Regions from separate parts of the Zea mays genome. Here region 1 is linked to region 2. A link is a contact called in public Hi-C data. All regions are on one chromosome and are shown on one strand. Each heading gives the region's core, a stretch centred on a gene start, on an enhancer-like site or on the middle of the called end of the contact. The rest is flanking DNA. Distances are from core to core; before and after follow the strand shown. Region 1 has its middle 42 kb from the start of LOC100279585. Region 2 has its middle 130 kb from the start of LOC542333.

What was found. A called contact is a pair of places that touch in the nucleus more often than the background predicts.
Region 1: a contact with region 2 is called in a Hi-C map of leaf, with 5 times the contacts expected there. The contact joins two enhancer-like sites. A contact is called at or near these places in 3 of 25 Hi-C or Micro-C datasets (ear, leaf and tassel).

Annotation. Positions count from the first base shown.
Region 1 is chr4:138,299,374-138,302,660 of Zm-B73-REFERENCE-NAM-5.0, reverse strand. No RefSeq gene overlaps it. Among protein-coding and RNA genes, the nearest start is that of LOC100279585, 42 kb to the right of the region's middle. Within about 2 kb of position 1,875, at least 13 of the 20 cell types and tissues checked have an H3K27ac peak or open chromatin away from gene starts, as enhancers often do. A contact at or near this core is called in ear, leaf and tassel, where this site is marked.
Region 2 is chr4:137,969,766-137,973,200 of Zm-B73-REFERENCE-NAM-5.0, reverse strand. No RefSeq gene overlaps it. Among protein-coding and RNA genes, the nearest start is that of LOC542333, 130 kb to the left of the region's middle. Within about 2 kb of position 1,885, at least 18 of the 20 cell types and tissues checked have an H3K27ac peak or open chromatin away from gene starts, as enhancers often do. A contact at or near this core is called in ear, leaf and tassel, where this site is marked.

The DNA.
Region 1 (3,287 bases), core at 626-3,125, 330 kb before region 2:
CAACCCCGGGGTTATGATGGTTGGGGAGCATCGGGAGGATAAGGAGGGGGAAAGTTTTGTCCGGTTTGGACATGGTGGTGGCCTGACTCCTTCCGGATAACCGTTAAGGTTAGGACGTGCGGGGAAAGAAAGAGATTCGGATTCGGGTCTCACAAGCTATGAGATCGCAGAGCCGGACTAGTGGGTAAAGTGTACACCTCTGCGCAGAGTTCAAACCTATTCGAATAGTCTATGTCCACAGAAATGGACGAGTCTGGTGTGGTATGTCAATTAGTGTCTTGTTTTCAAAAAAAAGAGGTGCTTTTGAGAAAAGTGATTTTTAAAAGGTCCGGCGATTGAGCCGTGAGCTATGGTAGACGGGAAGTCCAGTAGCTGTTTTTGAAAATGAAAACCAGTGGGAAACTGCTGAGATACCTGGATGGTTTAGTCTAGGGGATTTTGTTCTAATATTGAAAAACTTTCTGCTCCTTTGGGAGAGGATGCGCTTTGAAAAATACAAAATGTTTACGAAACAACCCTCCATAAAATATTGATGTTTCTACAAAATATCCTGAGCTCCACATATTCAATGCATTATATCTGATTTCCCCATTCCGCGGGTGAAGGTGGGCTGCTGAGTACGTTTGTACTCACCCTTGCTTATTTGTTGTTTTTCAGAAAAAGGAGATCGAGTAAGAGTTACGACTGTTCCCAACCTTGCCTGTGGCTGTTGGACCGCTGATTTGCTTCGTTGCGTATATCGGGCTGCTTCAGCCCCACTCTGATGATATGTCCCGAGTTGTGGACCAACTCTTAAAGTTGATCGCCACCTTTATAGGTTTGTCTCGTTTAAGCAGATCTGGAATCATCTGTTGTATAAATGTGTTTACTAGCCTCCTAGGACTAGTAATTGTATTACATTTGAGTCCCAGAGGATTGGGGACGCTTCACAAACCCTCAGCCAGCTGCCTATGAAGGCCATATCTCTATGTTTCGTATTCCGCACTTTGAAATATTAATGATAATGTTATGTTAATGACTCTGTGGAGGTCTTGGACATCTTGATGTAATAAAGTACTATTTCTGTTATTTATTTTGAGAAATGTGTGATGATGTCCAATTATGTAATCAATATGTACGTGAGTTTCTGATTCTGGCACGTACATGGTTCGTATTCGATTTGCCTTCTAAAACCGGGTATAACAGATCCAGGGCGCTGCGAGGAGGAAGACGACCCAGCGCCATCGCAGACCGTCAGGCTTCAGGCGTGGACCGTCCGGAATCGTACAGGAAAAGCGTCGCTCCTGCCCCCAGGTCGCGGACCGTCCGCGCCGTCGCAGAGGGCACCGCCAGGCGGTACACCCCCAGTGATCGGCGCTAACAGATCCATTCGCACGAGTCGACAACATATGTTACTCAAAATTGTGAACCACACTAAGGATATGTTTATAATGTCGTCCTTGGTGCAGACATAAAAAAAGAAAGAAGACGATGTTCTGATCTAACCAATGAGCAATCACGACGACACTAAAAAACTCGATCACCCACACAACTCAGCAAGTGTCGTAGATGGAGACAATAGTTCCGAAGGTATGCCCTTGTAACACTGTGTATGCGAGGATTGGAATAAGAAAACTTTGGTACAACTCGATTAGGCCTAATATAAAAAACGAAAATCGAACATCAAAACCGAAAAACAGAGCCGAAACCATATAAATTGAAACTCGCCAAACCGAATTATTTTTCGGTTACCATTTTCCAGGAACCGAACTAAATTCTGATTTTCGGTTTTTGTTCGGTTTAAACCAAAAAAATTGGCCCACCACTCCACTAACTCAGGTTCTTTTTGGCCCAAGTGTGCAACCCCGCATGGCACCATTCTGCCCATGGGCTGGCCACGTTGGGCCAACGACTAACGGACTAAGCCAATCTGTTGTATGCTACCAGTACCAGCAGTCCAGCACTCAATGCCTCATTGACCAAGCCAATTAGGGTGTGTTTGGTTTAGGAGTGAGGAAAAATAGAATGACTCCATTCCAATTTTCTAGATATTTGGTTTCCAAGAAAACAAGAGTGGAGCGGCTTCTGTATCTCCATATGAAAATTTACTATAAGTAGTTGGAACGCTCCCGCTCCATAAAAACGATCGTATGCGAGCGCTCTGCTTCCTCTCCTCCCCTCTACACTCATATGGCTCTCGAACTAAACAAATAATGGAACAGTTTTTCTCTATTTTACTCTTCAACCAAACAAAAAATAGAACGACTCTGTTTTTTTTTTTTTTGTCAAACACGGAATAGAACGACTCGATTTTTAAATACTAGAATGAAGCACTCTATGCACGTGCAGCCTTCATCGCCCTGCCGTCGTGGCCTCATCACAGGCAGCACCGCAGCAGCAGCAACAAGCCTTCGCCACTCGCCAGCCACCAAGCAGCAGCCGGAAGCCATCGCTAAGCACTAGCCTGTTGAATCAAGCCGTCGCAAAATATTGTTTCGGTGTTGCAAAATATTACTTGTTCTATACAATGAATCTGATGTTGATGCTCTATGTTAATTGCAATTTTGCTGTTGTATTGTGTTCTGCACAGTTCGGTTAAAACCAAAAACCGAACCGAAGTTTACTGTTAACCGAAGTATCGATTTTTCTTTTTCCAAATAGAATTTCGGTTAACATATTTTAAAAACCGAACTTAAAAAACCGAAAAACAGAAAAAAAAACGGTTAACCAATTGACCAATCTGGAACTCGACTAAGTAGTGAGGAGTAATTGTGGTGTTGTATTAGTCTCTCACTTGTGTGGCTCAAGAAAAAGAAACTCATGATAGAAGTTCTAGGAAGATGAAAAGATGGAGTAATCATCGTAACGTACGTCCATTGCTTCATATATTACATGTTTATTTGCACCTTCATTAATCCATTTCTTGCATTAACTAACTCAAACGACAAAAAAAGACCACATATATATAACGTAGTTACACCATGGTCACAACCAAGGAATGCTATGACGAACCCGATGACACCAAGGCCGACACTCCCAACGCCACCAAACAGCCCTGATGCACCATATCATCATGATGCATATAATTTGGACTAGTATTTATTTGATTTAATTAATAAACCATGGTTACACCATTGTTGCAGCTACGGCCTACGGATATGGTTGCGGGCCGATATTTGCAATATTCGATCCGTTGTCATCCCTATGTGGGATAGATGTTACAAACAAACGAGATCACAATGATGGTAGGGGCGGTGACTCTGTGGCGTTTAGTGGTGGCATTTAATGGCGGCACCATAAAGCGAAGA
Region 2 (3,435 bases), core at 636-3,135:
TGTCGAGCTTGGAGGCGTTGATTGGGAGTCTACTTGATGGTGTAGACTCTTCCTTCTTTTCTTTCATTGATTTGAATGCAACGGGTTGCACCTCGGGTGTGGAGGTGGCGCCTTGCTCCAAGTTGACAATATGTTTGGAGTCTTTGATCATAAGTTGAAAGCTCACAAACTTGCTGATTACCTCCTCGAGAGCCATCTGTTTATATCTAGGATCTACACGGATTAGTTGTACTTGAGTGGGATTACGAAAGACAAGTGATCTTAAAATAACCTTGACCATTTCATGGTCATCCCAATTGGTGCTCCCAAGATTGCGGACTTGGTTCACCATCGTCTTGAGCCGGCTGTACATTGCTTGTGGCTTTTCTCCTTTGTTGAGGACGGATCGATCAAGTTCTCCCTCGATCGTTTCGCGTTTGGTGATTTTGGTCACCTCGTCCCTGTAACAACTTTAATCATATTTTGGATAATTTAGAAAACTTTATCCTAAGGTTTAAAAAATTATGGTTTAAAACAAGATATTTAAATGAAGGATCCTCATATAAATTAATAGTTTCAATTAAGTACAGGTTCAGAAGTATTCTTCATAAGACTTAAATTGAATTATCTTTCCATAAAGAGCAAACGAAATAAATAATCATAAAACATTAAGTTTTGAATAATATTTTAATTGGACAAACAATATAACTCTTGAAAATTTAAAGTTCTTTGTGTGTGTGCAACACATTCGTATCATTTGAAATACAATAGTTAATATGAAATATAAAAATAATAAGTATATATTGCACGCATGTCAAGATTTTGGTTGCTGCATTTAGATCAGAATTTGAAACTCTGATTTGAATTCAAAATTTGGAATATGAAACTCTAAAGAGAAAAGAAAACAGAAAAAGGAAAAAGAGAAAATATGCACACCTCTCACTTGGGCCGAAATCCCCCTCGCGGCCCATTTTCGTGGTCTGCGTGGCCCAACCAGCCGAGCTCGTGCTCGGACTCACTAACAATCGGGGCACGCGTTGTCAGTCGCTATGGCGCTCGTGCCTGGGTGTTCCATCTCACCGCCAGGTGGGCTCCTGATCACAGCTTTATCATCCCCTTCTTCTGTTGATTGTTGAGCCTGTAACAACCCACCGAAGGCTGCGCATGGTCGCTTCCGCCGTGGATCTCGGCCACCCTAGGCGATGCGGACCCCTCCCACTCCTTAGGCAGCGAGTATAAACCCATGTCCAATGACCTCTTTGCCATCCGCAGACCTTCGAATCCAACATAAGAAAGAGAGAGGGGGAGAGAAGGGTGTCGCCGCTGAGTTCATGTCGTCACCATCGTTAGACTTGAGCTGAGCCACGAGAGAGCAAGCATAGTGGGGTGTAGCGATCCTCGTAGTGTCCCCGCAGATTGGGGCATGGCCGGGCTTCGACACCGTGGCTGGATTGACGCCTTGGGAGCAGCTAGGCCCAGGGATTCCACACCGGTGCTTGGGCATCGCCGTCGGGCCACCATGCATCATGGAGCCGCTGTGTCGCGTTGACCGGATCATCTTCGCCCGGACCTGAGGTGAGGAATCCACCACATCGTTAGACTTACCATTCTCTCCCTATACCACCAGCTAGGCTCAAGATTTGGACTCGGGAGCGAGGATAGGTCGTGCTCCGGCCATGGTGCCAGGGCGTCTATGCTGCCGCTTGGGGCGGTCGGTCGATGGATGATTGCCACACCGTGGGATCCTTGGTAGATGGCCAGGATTAGAAGTCTTGTTTACCTATTTGGGCATTAGATCCTGGACACCGAATCAAGATCGGAGGGCAGTCATAGCATACCGGTTCACCAGGGGATGAGATCTTATCTTGGCCGCTGATCTCGGCATCAATGGTGTTCAGCGCATACCGGTTCGGGTCTTGCCTTGATTTAATCTAGGCCATCCGAAATTGATCTAACGACCTCGAATAGAGTGTACCCCTTCATTGACGCAATTATGCGAAAGAGACCCTGTGGTTTTTATTATTTTTCCACAGTCCGCCCATATACGAGGATCATTACAAAGTAGTCCAAGTTCTTACAAACCAGACCCTAGACTTTTTAGTAATTTAACCCGCCGTCCTTTTCCTATTTAGTGATTAAAGAAATCCGAGAACTATGGAAAAATACATATGATAATCATTTCTAGTATAAAAGTTAATATAAAATGTATAAAGAACTTATAAAATTCATAACTTTTGTGTCTTAGCTCTAATTTAAGCCGTTCAATATTTGTTGGCTTCGTAACAAAATTTCCCACACTAGTAACATTGTTTAGTCATGTACCATGTTTTCAAAATTAATAAAGTACTCAATTAGCTTCTATAAATACAATGGACGAAGCAATCTTTTAATCTGGTATATGGTTATAATATGACGAAGATATAATTTCTAACTAATTTATAACTTAGAATAAGGTTCGGTAAAGTTATTTCTTTGTAATATCTTTATCACATGAATTATAGTCAACCTAAAACATAGTTTTGTTATTTAAACACATAACTCCTTAGAAAATTGTACCTTTTTAACCGTAACTCCGATTTTAGTGATTCTCGAACAGACGATCTCGTTACGACGCATAGAATATTACTATACAGTTTGTGCTTATGTTTGGTGTCATGTTAATTTTGCCTATACCATGTTTGTTTGTATTGCTACTGTAACACCCCTGGTGTTCCAAGAACTAAAACTTGGGCATGTCATCATATGCATTGACATTTCATTATGTATGCTACACCTAGAGTGCATCCACTAGGCTAAAATCTCAAAACAACCTTGTGGTGTGATGACTTGACTTGATCTTTCACCCTAGGATAGGGTAGTTACCCAAGGATTAGAAGTATGTGGGTGTCTGAGATAACAAATTGAGTATGATCTCAAAAGTTAGTGGAGATGTTCAAAAGAGACTAAACTTAGAGAGTTTGAGTGCCACTTAAACCCTAGAACACTTAAACCCTAATAAGGACTCTAGAAACCCTAATTATTGTTGTATGAGATGAGATCAATTTCTATACACTTTTGGACCAAAGTGCATATATCAAAGTGGTAGAGTAACAAAAATTAAGCAACTTTTCCATTTGGAGATTTTCAAGTTTTGTGGAACAAATTGGAGTAAATTGCAAAAAGTCTCAAAGGCACCCATATGGCTTAACTCTAAAAACAGTGAGATTATGTTGACTTTGGGTCCCTGTATCTCTTAATCTATGGGGATTTTACCATGGGTTACTATAACAAAATTGTAGAGCTACTATAGTAGTCTAAGTTTGATTAGTGGTTAAGCCCTAGAGCTATATGGAAATTGGAGAAAAATGGACTTGAAGATGGGCTATCAATCGAGTATCAGTCTGAAATCAGACGAACGGTGGCATTAGATCAACTTCAGAACCAAACTGTGTTTGATCGAGTGAATGTATGATCAAG